Regions from separate parts of the Mus musculus genome. Here region 2 is linked to region 1. The links are chromatin contacts, called in public promoter capture Hi-C maps. All regions are on one chromosome and are shown on one strand. Each heading gives the region's core, a stretch centred on a gene start, on an enhancer-like site or on the middle of the called end of the contact. The rest is flanking DNA. Distances are from core to core; before and after follow the strand shown.

Region 1 (6,666 bases), core at 132-2,631:
ATTTTGTGGTCATTTAACATTAGCGCCACTAGAAAGTCAATTATTTTCTCTAAAGCATCCTTACAAATCAGCCCATTTAATACTAAAGGTCAAGACCTTCTTTTAGAATTAAAAAGGAAAGAAACCCAACAAAATAAAATTACACTTTAACATAGCTCTTTCTCCTAAAAGACAAAACCCCACCAAAAAACAAAAACCATGTGCATTGCTGGAGGGAAGCAAAGATAAGTAAGGTAAACACGCTATTGATTAATGCACACATAAGATAATCCTGCCCATGCTTTTTAGATTCCGTAACTAATATGGCCACTCCTGGGGAACTCCGAATCTTGATGAATGTGTTCTGATAATGCTGAGGGGGCAGGGTCTCTTCAAAGAGGTTTCTTTTAGACTTGAAACTATGTTTCGGAGCTGAAACTGTGTCTGCTAGATAACCTATTCTTCTGAAAAAGCTTTACAAACTGAAGGAAAACCCATTCCTACTGGAGAGTTAAAATTGTCATGGGAAAAAAAATGTTAACAAGCCAGCCACCAGTGTTAGTGTCCACCGTGGCTGCAGATCCACAGAGCACAAAGTGGGGAGCAGCATTTACCTGGGAGACAGAATCCAACCTACCCAACTGTGCCCCACCCCCATGTGCTAAGGCAGTTGAGGGACTCTTGAGAGCCACAGGCAGGCCTCATACTGACTGTCATGCCCAGATATGGGTTCAAAAGCACATCAAAACCAGGGGCTGGCTGCTGCCCAGTCGTCCATCTCTTCTTAGGGCCGCCCAATGGCTGGCTGGGGGGGCCTGGAGGGGGGTGTCTCTAACCCTCACTCAGGTGTGGGTTCCTGTGCTAGGTTCCTGCTAGGCAGGGGCAGTTAGTAAAGTTTACAGATGTGGAAGCCTCCCATAGAAGTTAGTGACTATGCTCACACTAATAAACTAATATGGAAGACAAAGCCACAGCTGACTTCCAAGCCAGAGACGCCAGCCTCCTCCACCCCGTCCCCACATTATCCTTTTCCTGAATCTTTAAAAAGAACGTATGAATTTGGTCATTAGTAGACAAGATAATTAAAAAATTGAAACACCTAAAACCACAGCTAAACACCACATTCATTTTTCAGCAACTTTAGTGTCTAAGTTTGATGACTACCCTGTCTTACAGAAGACCTTGGTATCGCCTGCTAAGTGGATGAATTAACACATATACAGCAGGCAATTAACTCAGATGAGATGGTGGGGTCATGGTTTGGCCTAAGGCTTTCCCAACAGTCAAGGAGCCTTGAAGCTTACATGAAAATCTGAAATGGATTCTGTGTGGAAGGCAGGCTGTGCTGAGTGCTCCCATGGTGGCATGCGTGAGGGGGCGGGAAGTGTGCGTGAGGGGGCGGGAAGCACGCCTGAGGGGGCAGGGGTGCGCATGCTTTTCAGTCCTTAGACGTGGAGAGACGCACTGAAGCTTTTCCAAACTTCCAGAACTTTTTTTGAGTGAGCTACTGAGTCAGTTCCAAGGCTCTCCTTAGGAAGAGAACAGTGGGCAGGGAGAAGCCCAGAGCTACTTTCTGGCTCCTCCATGGGGAGGCATCAACACCCCGGAAGCCTCTCTGGGGAGGGCACACAGGTCCTACTGGTGGGTGGCCCGCCTGCAGAAGGCATGGGAACACAGCAAGGACAGCACTGGTTTGCACTCACCTTCATCTTACCTGAAATGAGCTTAGTCACAAGGGTGCGCTCCAGTGACTCAGCACCAACAGTGAGTGCTGACAGCGTTCCAACACTTTTCTTTAGGTTTGCTCTTTTATGATGATATAAAAAGTCACACTTGCTCTTTGATTTTTGTCACCACTGAAAAGTGACATTTCAGGCTTCCAAAGATAGATAGATAGATTGGTCTGTCTGTCTGTCTACCTTTTTATAGGCCCAGCCAGGCTATAATGCTCTCTCTCTCCTCCACACATCCCTGATTCCGAGGTTGCAGGTATGTGTTATGATGCCCAGCTCCTTCTCTCTCTCTCTCTCTCTCTCTCTCTCTCTCTCTCTCTCTCTCTCTCTCCCTCCCTCCCTCCCTCCCTCCCTCCCTCCCTCCCTCCCTCCCTCCCTCCCTCCCTCCCTCTCTCTCTCTCTCTCTCTCTCTCTCTCTCTCTCTCTCTCTCTCTCCTCTCTCTCTCTCTCTGTGTGTGTGTAGCCCTGGCTGTCCTGGAATTCATTTTGTAGACCAGGCTGGCCTTGAACTCAGAAATCTGCCTCCCGAGTGCTGGGATTAAAGGTGTGCGCCACCACCGCCTGGCCCGTCTCTCCTCTTCTGATGCATCAGTGAGCATGTGGCTGTTACGTCAGCTTCCTCTATTGAAGAGCAGTCCGTCCATCCACCCATCTTACTTCAAACGACTGAGACACAGAAAGATAACGGAAAAGCACAGCAGAGCTCTGCGCATAGCCATCACTGGCCACAGCAGGGTCCTTCTAGCCCAGCTCTGGGTATCCCCTCCAGAATCCTTTCCTAGGGACAGAGAACCTAGACAACAGCTGTTACCATCCTGCTTCCAAAACTGTGGTGAGGTTTCTGTGCCTGGAGGCGTGGGCCTGCGCAGGTGATTCACATCCAAGCTCAAGGCCCAAGAGGGCTCAGGCCAGGGCCACACACCCTGCTCGTCACTGGAGACTTTGGTTTTATAAAAATAAATCTTGAATTCGGTTTATACACTCAAATCTTACTTATTGAAAATTTTTTACAGGGTGTCTTAGTGTGGGAAAGCTCTAAATGAGTCTTCTGCGACCAGATTGCCTCTGGGCTGGGCACATATGTGCGACTCCGCTCCTAGGCAGAGGTTTTCTCTCTGGCCTTGTCTGGGGTATTCTAAGCCCCACACTTGCCTCTACCGAGGAATGTCATTTAGCCTTGGTTAGTTTGCAGGATCGATTTCCTTTCTCCTGATAAACCTAGTCATTCAACCTGCATCCAAGACTACCAAGAGGATTCCCCATGCTAATGAGGCATTCTAGGTCCCTTAAAGTCCTCAGCCAATAATGGCCTTTGCTCATCTTGGATGTCCCTACCCTCAGTCCCCCAAACTTTATAAACCTTCAGTCACTCTGAGTAAAGTTGGTCTGCCTACTGACAAGCAGTCCCTGTGGGCATGCACTGTACACACTCAGGGGGCTTCCGAACCCCAACCCCCTCGACAGCTCTGCTATCTTTGCTCTTGTGTTCTTAGGGTTATACTGCTGTGAAGAGAACCATGAACAAGGTGACTCATAAAGAAAAACATCTGGCTGAGGCTGGCTTACAGTTTCAGAAGGTTAGTCCGTTATCATGGCAGCATGCAGGTAGACATGGTACTGGAGAAACAGATGAGAGTGTTCCACATCTTGATCCGAAGGCACCCAAATGGAGACTGTTCCACACTGGGAGGAGATTAGGCATATATATGACCTCTAAGCCCACCTCCAGAGTGACACACTTCCTTCAACAAGGCCACATCTACTCTAACAAGGTCATACCTCTTAGTAGTGCCATTTCCTATGGGCCAACCACTTAAACACACTAATCTATGGGGACCAAACCTATTCAAACCACTACACTGAGTGAAGTAGCCCACACATAATTCCAGCATTCTGGAGGCTGAGGCAGGAGGATTGCTATCAACTTTGAGGCCAGCTTGGACTACATAACCAGACTCTAGATAAAGTAATTAATGGGGGTGGGGGGAGGAGGTAAGATAAGTGGAGATGCATTTTGGGTGGGAAAGCCAATTCAGATACAAATGGACAAGCTATACACACTCAAAAACCACTACAGAATGAGCCAAAATCCAAAAATTCAATTTAGAAACTAGCTGTCAAAGCAGTTTTGGAATTAGGCTAAATATTTTAAAACACTGAAATTCAGTGTATTCAGAAGAAAAATTATTTTAAAAACATGGAAATTTACAGTGATACTAGAAAAGGACCTGATGTGTTCACATTTAAACTCAAGTTCTTTTGTAGGAAAAGATGGTGGCCATCCGGAAAACCAACCACATCTCCCACCCTCAACGTGATGTCGTCCTGGCAGCCTCTGCTCCTTTCAACATCCATGTGTTTATTAAAGTGCACACACTTACTGTTTTTTGGTGGGCAGTATGCTGAGGACTTAGCCCATGAGCTAAGTTCAAAACTCTCCCAGTAAACTACTCCCAATAAACTCCAACCCAGGGATGAGAACTGTGCACTTTATCTGCAGTGATGACTCCAGAAGACAAGAAAACAGCTAGCACCTCAAGACAAATGGGTAGAAACTGCCAGAGTAACATGGACATTATTTAGCAGCTAGCACCAGTTCCTCACAAAGGTTATACTGGTTCACTGAGCCCAAGTATTAGTAGGCTATTTAAATCTACATTTGGAAAAACTTAGAAGACATGGGTACGTTATCTCCGATACTCTTATTAATATTTTTTCTAAACTTTGTTTTTAACTTTAACAACCTGAAACACTTCCTGCTTGTCCTGAGTATGCATAAGGAATTTACCTGCCTTTTAAGTAAAGCAGCTATGTTATTACCCTCAATCTTAAGGGTTCTTTGAGTGTAATTTTCACAGTCTTTACATTTTTACTGTCATTGTTTATTACTGTTTGGCTACATTCTCTATAATTCCAGCAGCATCTTAAACAGACAGTGTGTCTATGTACAATGAAAACAAACAAACGAAATGGCTTGCAACACCAGGTAAGAGCCACAGTGTAACTGTACATGTTAGGGGCGGCTGGCAGGGATAGCCTGTTGTCTGCACCATGGACAACTTACATGTAAGTCTCGGCATTATGAATTTGACAATAAAGAAAAAAAAATCCTTTCAAGAATGAAATACAGCATCCCCAAAAAAATATTGGTTTCTACCACACAAGGTAGTTAGAAAATGTTCACATTTTAACAAATCTGTACAAACCACGAGAAACATTCTATGGGACTATCATCCCACCTTGATGCTAAGAACTTTCTAGAAATGTAGAATAACCATGAACAATTTATAAATCTAGTTTCTATGTGTTCCACAGCTCCAGAACCTAAAAAACTGATTTGAAGAACTCAATATGCCCAGCATGGATCACTGCACATGCCTTGATTGTTAACGAGTGCCTGCTTTTAATATCTCTCTATGATGTACAGTCAACTTGTGCCTTCAAGGTCATTCAATTTTTTATAGCAAAAAAGCAATATCATTTAGCAGCAATTAAAGCGCCTTCAAGAAGACTTAAAAAAAATACAATATCCAATTAGAAAAGCCGTATTTTTAAACATTTGTACAAGAATAAGCTGCTGAAACTCAGTAATTGTAATCCGACATCTGTACAGTAGTTTACAATAGAGCCAGAAGGGAATTCATCATTATCCTGCATACAACTGGCCTGCTTTTGGTTACACACTGTCTTCTGTTTTAATGAACCAGGCCTGAAAACAAAAGAAAAACGCCTGTTAATCTAACCCACTGAAAGCCCTGGAAATACTATCATTTAGTAACTTCAACTGATTTGAAATAGGCAGCTCTTTGTGTTAAAGGTGTAAAGTGTCCAGAAACGACAGCTTGCCTTTAACATAACCGGTTAAGGGGTCGGGGGTAGGGCGGCGGACCACTGACACGTGATCTCGAGGTACAACTTGGTAAAAGTCAGAATAGGCAAATGACAAAGTCTCCAACTGTCCAAAGACCCTAACTCTCACATTCTGTTATAAACACAGCGGCTGCTGTCACTCAGTTCTTGCTTTGGTTTCTGTAGATCAGCTGCCGAGTGCTGACGCTGTACCAGGCACTGTAGCTCCCGGGTTACAAATGTCTCCTCATTTTTCCATGTGTTCTTAAATAATGAAAAACTACCCTTCATATTACAACTCTCTGGTAACAATCAAATATATTTAAGTATTATAAACGTTATTTACAGAGTCCCCTTGTTCTACTGTAACATGGTATTCCTGTTTCGTGCTGCTCCAGGGCAGTGAGGAGTGAGTGTGTACTTAGTCACTGTCCATGATCCACTCTCACACAAGGACTCCTTGGAGAGCTTAGTTCACAAACACTTCTTAACCATGTCCATGTAAAAATACCACAAACAGTCCAATGCAGTCAAATTCAAGTGTGCATCTGGAAGCCAATCAAAGAGAAGAGGTCATGCCAATCTTAGAGGAGTCAGTAAGTAATTATGCTTGAAGAAGGAGGTGTGGGAGTTGCTGTCAGCCCAGACATATGTAAGTTTCCTGAAGAATTTGATCTTCTCATGTGTGGCAGAAGGTATGGGTCATTTGCCAGCTGGTGCACATCAAATCGATCTTCTTTTCGGTAAGCCAAACAGCGTCTTATGAAGGCCTTTGAAAGAGAGAGATAGCAACACAATCATCTCCTACCTTCTAATACCACCAACCCACCAACTCCCACAGCAGCAAGGACAGTTAGAGACTACAGACAGGTCAGCTTTTACAGAAGTTCAAACCTTAACAACTTTTGGGGTAACAATGACATTTTTCCTCCAATTGCAACCCTCCAGTGGCACCCCCCGGGCACATCATAGGCTCAATCAGTATTGCTTTCCTTGGATGTATTGCTGCAAAGTTTTATTTCTACTTACAAAATTCTTTATTTTCACTTTATGTTTACTTCATGTGCATTGGTATTTTCCCTGCAAGTCTCTGTGTGAGGGTGTC
Region 2 (6,433 bases), core at 146-2,645, 820 kb after region 1:
ATATCTGTAACGACATCACCGATGTAATTTGTTTTGAATGTTCATTTTTATTGGTGTTCCCTCTGCCAAAATGTGCTTGATTACAGAGGTCTCCCTGTGATCACTGTGCACTCCAGATAGGGGAAGGTGCCGCGGCGCAGGTTCAGCTCAGGCCAGATCAAATCCCCGGGCTGTTTAACGCTGAAAGGCTGCATGTTGCTATTAGTGTTAAATATATGGCTAATTATGCGTATGAAAATTAAACATCAGTGTTATGCTAATGGGGCGCCTTCAGCTGCGGATCTGAGCACTTGAGACTACCATTTAATCAAATGAATCAGTAACTAATACGTGTGCACGTGTGAACTTTCACAAGATCATTTCCCCCGGTCCCCGTCACACCGCTAAATTATGAAAGAAATAATTATCAACACTTTCTAATTACCTAACAAAGTAATTTGGGATTCATCGTGGGGCTGGCGGGATTGGGAACCAACAGTCCCTAGCAACCAGCGTAGTTTGCGCCACGCGAGGTGGTGTGTGGTAGTAGTGGGGGGGTGGAGTGCGAGAGAATCTTTTGTGCACTTTTCAACACTTGCACCCAGATGGTAGACAGCGCGCTTTGGCAGCTCTTTCCTTCACCAGCTTCCCCACCTCACCCCCGGGCCCGGAGGCTCCAGCTTTGGCCACTGGAGGTGAGGAAGAGATCGGGCGACAGAGAGGGGCATATCTAAACACAAATATTCAAGCCTACCACTGATCAGGATTTGCTGAGGGTGTCGGTGTCTCCCTAGGACTCCCAAACCCCAAGTACTCTGGCCAGACCCCAGGAGGTCGGAAAATGACCACCTGGCAGGAGTTCGATGCACCAGCCACCAGGCGACTGCGGGCCCTCAGGACTCCACGCTGAGCCGCGCCCTCGGGGCGAGTGAGCCCGGGGCTCGTGGCTCAGGGGGAGTGGAGAGGGGAGGGGGAGGCAGGAAGGTTGGGAGGGAAAGGAGGGGGGAGGCGGTGCGGCCGCCTTTCCTGGGTGGAGAAGCGTGGGTTCCTGGCTCTCCACGCGCACTGCTTTGATCAGACCCGTGCAGCCTCGAGCTGGAGTGGCCAGCTGGGCCTGGAGAGATGCGAGCAAGCCCCTGGGAACGGTGGCAACGGCGGGGCGGCGGCCGAGTGAGTGAGTTGGGCCAGAGGGCCCCCAAACCCAGATCCCCGGGATGTGGCCGAGAGAACCCCAACCTGGGAGGCGCGGCCTGGAGCGCGCTGAGCTAGGCACAAGACGCTCAGAAGGACCGCTGGCTGCAGGCTACCTGGGTTGTCGCCCAGTGCGCGACTCCGCGATCCAGAGACCGCGGCCGGACTCTGGAGCGGCGCTCCGCACCGGACTAGGTGACCTCAAGAAGAAGTGGTCCGGGGTCCCAGGCGTTGGGGGCGGGCGAAGGGTGGGGACAGCAAGGGGGAGGGCGACGGCAGGGCGCGGCTGGTTGGTTTCTGGGGCGGGAAGCGCGCGAGGGAGGCGGGAGGCTGGAGTCGCGCGCCTTCGAGGTTCCTGCGCGGACGCCGCAGCCCATTGTGCGTCCCGCTCCGCGCGCTCTGTTGCAGAGGAGCCCCGGCCGGGACGTGTGGACCGGATTCTCCCCAGGCCGGGCCGCGTCGCCCGCTCTAGTCCAGCCGAGCCCGAGCTTCTCGGACCAATCCCCGGTGATTATGCAAGAGAGCCGACCAATCAGCTCCACCAGCTCATGAATATTTATGACCTTGGCTGAGTCAAAGCTTTGAACCGAGTTTGGGGAGCTCGGCAGCATCATGCTTAGACTTTTCAAAGAGACAAACTCCATTTTCTTATGAATGGAAAGTGAAAACCCCTGTTCCGCTTAAATTGGGTTCCTTCCTGTCCTGAGAAACATAGAGACCCCCAAAAGGGAAGCAGAGGAGAGAAAGACCCACACCCAGACCCCGCGAGAAGAGATGACCATGACCACCATGCCAGAAAGTCTCAACAGCCCCGTGTCGGGCAAGGCTGTGTTTATGGAGTTTGGGCCGCCCAACCAGCAAATGTCTCCTTCTCCCATGTCCCACGGGCACTACTCCATGCACTGTTTACACTCGGCGGGCCATTCGCAGCCCGACGGTGCCTACAGTTCGGCCTCATCCTTCTCCCGACCGCTGGGCTACCCCTACGTCAACTCGGTCAGCAGCCACGCGTCCAGCCCCTACATCAGTTCCGTGCAGTCCTACCCCGGCAGCGCCAGCCTCGCCCAGAGCCGCCTGGAGGACCCAGGTACGTGCGCTTGCCAGGGACAAGGAGAGAAGGGAAGGAGAATAGGAGAGAGGGGGAGAAGGGGAGGGGGAAAGAGAAAAGACAAGAGAGTGTGGGGTAGAGAGGTGGGTGGGGGTGGGGAAAGCGCGGAAGTAGTAGAGGTTTCGGATATCAATCTGTGGATCCTTGTCACTGAAAAGAAAAAAATTATAAGTCAATTCAATTTACAACTGTCCAGCAAAGGATAAATCCGAGCGCGTCTCCTGGCACTGGCTGGGCCTCTGGGCCGCTCGGTGCGCCGAGCACACAATGCCCTGCTGGAAAACAGAAACCCACATGTGCACGTATTAGTCTCGGTAATTATTTATTGCGTAGCGCTATAAACAATGTATGCAATTAAGGGTAATTAAACCTCAACTACCGCCTGCAAAAAATAGCAAACTTTCTCTGCAAAGGCAATAGCTGCGCTCTTGGGAACGACCCAATTCTGTCTGCAGCAGCCAGGGACGTGCGCTCGGACCTTGAGGGACCTTCGCAGTCTTTCAGGGTTTCTTGAACGTTCTTTTCCGGACCCTACTTCTGCCAACCCATCCATAGACATTCATTCTCGTCCCTCCTCACTAAAGGCAGTGCAGCATTAACAAGGGTCTCTGCTTCTGTTGTCCCTCCAGGGGCGGACTCCGAGAAGAGTACGGTGGTGGAAGGCGGCGAGGTGCGCTTTAACGGCAAAGGGAAAAAGATCCGTAAACCCAGGACAATTTATTCCAGTTTGCAGTTGCAGGCTTTGAACCGGAGGTTCCAACAAACTCAGTACTTAGCTCTGCCTGAGAGGGCGGAGCTGGCGGCCTCCTTGGGACTCACACAGACGCAGGTACCTGGCCGCTCTGCCAAACAAGCCTCGGGAGCTGGGCTCCAGCCCCAGGCTTCACATTTTTTGTTCGCTGGGCCTCTGGTTCTAGGTGTCACAGTCCGCCCCCCAACCCGTGTGTGTGTGTGTGTGTGTGTGTGTGTGTGTGTATCCACCTCTGACTTTCAGCGTCTCCTCTTCCTCCCTCAAACTGTTTGCCCTAGCTCGGACCCTACTCTCTGACCTGCAGGCTACCTGGTCTTCTGACCAGGCAGGGAACTGGAAGGATTTCCCCAGACGTTTTGTTTGGAGGTTCTGAGGTCACACGTGCCTGAACAACTGGAACAATAGAAGGGGGATTTAATCTTCCTTAGCCTTTAAAGTGTGCCACTAATCACTCAGGTCCTGGGCCTAAGCCTGCTTCCCCCACCTCCTTCTTCTTGCGAGGTGGCAGAGGCAGATCCTTCCCTCTGGCCCTTCACTTCCCAAGTTCCAGATCCTTAAGAAGAAGGGGGAAAAAAAAAGTGAGATTTTTCTTTTTTCTTCCTGCACTTCTCTAAGACCCTGGGCAGTTCCTAGGCATTCGAACGAGGGCCAGTCTGTCTCTAGATTTAGGTTGGAGCTGGGGAAAGCAAATACACCGTTGGGGGTGGGGGGGAGAATTGGTTTGAGTCTAAAGAGTTTAACAAAGACGCTGTAGCCTCTTCCAATAGTCCTACGAGGAAAGGAGATCTAATTTTAACAAATGCCCCCGCCCCCCACCCCGTTCCTATCTAGGTTTTAAATTTTCTTTATTGTTATTGCATTGTGCTGCATGAGGTCTTCCATAAACGTCGCCCAGGTGGCATCGTCTCATTTGCAAGCCAAGGCCTGGCTCTCCCCTGTTCTCTTATTCCCGGCTCTGATAGCTGCTCTAAAAGTTGCCAACAGCGGCTGGACCTGGGGCTCAATTTTCTGGCCTTTGGCCCTCATGGGGTGTGGGGAGGCGGTGGTCTCTGCCCCTCTGTCCTGGAGCTGTCAGCTTTCCCAAAGCAAGGAGGGCGGGTATTGTTGTCCACCCGTCCCTTTTCTCCTTGGACCTGGGTAGGCTCAATGGTCATAGTCCAGTCACGTTGTCGCCCGATCCTGCAGGTCAAGATATGGTTCCAGAACAAACGCTCCAAGTTCAAGAAGCTGATGAAGCAAGGCGGGGCAGCTCTGGAGGGCAGCGCGCTGGCGAACGGCAGAGCCTTGTCTGCCGGCTCCCCACCGGTACCACCCGGCTGGAATCCGAACTCCTCATCTGGGAAGGGCTCCGGCAGCAGCGCTGGCTCCTACGTCCCCAGCTATACATCATGGTATCCCTCAGCGCACCAAGAAGCTATGCAGCAGCCTCAACTGATGTGAGGTTATCAGTTCGCACTCACCCGCTTCCTGCCCGTCTCCCTTGGCCCGGCCCCTCCCGCCTCCAGGTTCATCCACCTTTTCGCACGCCCTGGGCCAGGAGGAGAAGAGCCCACGAGCGGGAGCAGGGGTGGGGGTGGGGAGCTAAAAATAAAAGAAAAAGGAACAGTGAAGGCAGAGGGCTTGCTGCTTCTCGGAGCCCCTAAAAGTCTGACTCAGCGACCTTTCAGCCCGAATCTGGTTTGGGCCACGGTGAACAGCAGAGTGGCCTCAAAGCGCAGGCACAGCCACTGGAGACAGCCAGTGCCACAAGATAACCCGCTGGACCGGACCAGACTCTCATCTTTGTGAGACTATCAGGAAAAACAAATACGTAGGAGGGGGAAATACGCTCTTTTTTGATTCTGTCCGTCTTTGTCTCCTTTTTGCACTGTCTGTGCGCCGAAGTCAAGGTCCTCGTGTGTCTGCTGTCCTCATTCTACGACCTCTCCAAAAAGTCACCAGGTCTGAGCCACACCGGTCTGCCGGCAGCCCATCCACCGAGTCCTGGACCACTTTTTCCTGAATGGTCTTCTTCCGGGCCCTGCTTGACCATCTATGTAGCTTGTTTGGGAAATGGGGGAAATCAGAGGGAGGGGGGTTAATTTATTGAAAAACAGACTTCATCTGACGCTGAGTGTTGGCCAATTCCAAATTCTCTGGGACATGGAGTGGGCGCTGTCCAAACATACTATTTACCTTAAACACACCAGAAGAGGGAACAAGGACAGGAAAGTGACTTTTAAGGTGCACAGTAACTTTTGTACTTGGCTGAAATGCAGAAAGGGAAAACAGGATGCCGTGCATTTTACATGCTCCAAATTATTAAAAATAACAACAAAAGAAAGACCGAAGTAAGGAAGTAAGATATGTAAAACCAATAGGATGTTGTCAAAAACGTTTGGACAAGAACACCTGGCCAAGAAGAAAAATCATACTTTGGGCAGCAAGAGAGAGGACCAATGAGCCTTGGAGAGAAAATAATTTGTCCTTTATGTAAAAGCACCCCAATTCCAGGTCGCTTTAAAGTAAGACACAAGCAGCGGCTCGACCACAGAACACAAGTCATCACCCTGAATGCACGGGCTCTGGTGCAAGATCTAATTGCTGTACATATTATTGTTGTTATTATTATTAATTATTATTATTATTGTTCTGTAAACATGTTGCACAAGCTTAGCCTCTTTCCGTTCTGTTGTGTGTGGCTGTAAACCCGATGCTTTGTGAAATGAGAATCTTGACATTTTACTTGTGAAATTTGGAAAATGTGACCGATTGAAATCCACCGTGTTTTGTGTTCTCTATGTCAAAGTTTAGTTTTATATTGAGAATGTTAACTTATTGCTTTGTATCTTGGGGGGGGGGCGAACTTTGTAAATAAGTTATAAAGTTTCTTTGAGACAGTAAAATTATGGTTTCAAGAAAGAGCCATTGCCTCCTGTGCTGTTTGAAGGGAAAGGAGGGGTGCCCCTCCTCAACTCTGGTACATTAACATACTACTTACTACTTAGCATACTCTTTACTAGGGAGCGATTGGGGACCACTAATATCTCACTAAGATATCATACTAAGGTCTGTGGGGTGCCCCCAAAGGCCTGTTTCTCTTGCTCCTCCCCCTCAGCGCGGCCTGAGATCCTTGCCTAGCTGGGAGAGATGGAGTCAGTCCTACAGAGTGTTGGGGCATTTGACTCAGGAGCAGGTGTTTTAGGGCAGAGTTCCACTCAGGTGCTCAGGAACCGAAAGGCTGAGAAAAGCAGAACTCCAGGGCAGCAGGCTTGGGGACTGGAGCTCTCTTCTGGTGCCCTGTCATTTCTCAAGAACTCTGGAAACAGATACCCGGCTCTGCCCCAGCCTCCACCCGGATCTGACCTGCCAGATTTCGCTTGACCGCAGGCACAGGATAGCGCCTTGGCAGGGACAGGAAGCTC

Evidence for each region. Promoter capture Hi-C pulls out the DNA fragments that hold promoters and counts their contacts.
Region 2: a promoter capture Hi-C map of embryonic stem cells shows a contact between it and region 1, with 3 times the contacts expected there. The contact joins the promoter of Dlx1 here to the enhancer-like site in region 1. A contact is called at or near these places in 17 of 39 promoter capture datasets (the 3T3-L1 cell line, 3T3-L1-derived adipocytes, the C10 cell line and 12 more), 5 of 115 datasets of contacts at active chromatin or transcription factors (SST interneurons, T-cell acute lymphoblastic leukemia, embryonic forebrain and 2 more) and 1 of 9 other capture datasets (embryonic tail).

Annotation. Positions count from the first base shown.
Region 1 is chr2:70,707,835-70,714,500 of GRCm38.p6, forward strand. It overlaps Gm38528 (a long non-coding RNA gene), which reads left to right. Exons shown (of 4, transcript XR_866403.3): 2 at 1,909-1,968; 3 at 3,206-3,289; 4 at 3,978-4,806. It overlaps Tlk1 (tousled-like kinase 1), which reads right to left. Exons shown (of 20, transcript NM_172664.3): 20 at 4,573-6,331. The coding sequence ends at 6,155. Among named protein-coding and RNA genes, the nearest start is that of Gm38528, 6.8 kb to the left of the region's middle. Within about 2 kb of position 1,382, at least 19 of the 459 cell types and tissues checked have an H3K27ac peak or open chromatin away from gene starts, as enhancers often do. A contact at or near this core is called in embryonic stem cells and trophoblast stem cells, where this site is marked.
Region 2 is chr2:71,528,050-71,534,482 of GRCm38.p6, forward strand. It overlaps Dlx1 (distal-less homeobox 1), which reads left to right and starts at 1,396. Exons shown (of 3, transcript NM_010053.2): 1 at 1,396-2,257; 2 at 2,908-3,107; 3 at 4,215-5,932. The coding sequence starts at 1,945. The coding sequence ends at 4,469. It also overlaps Dlx1as.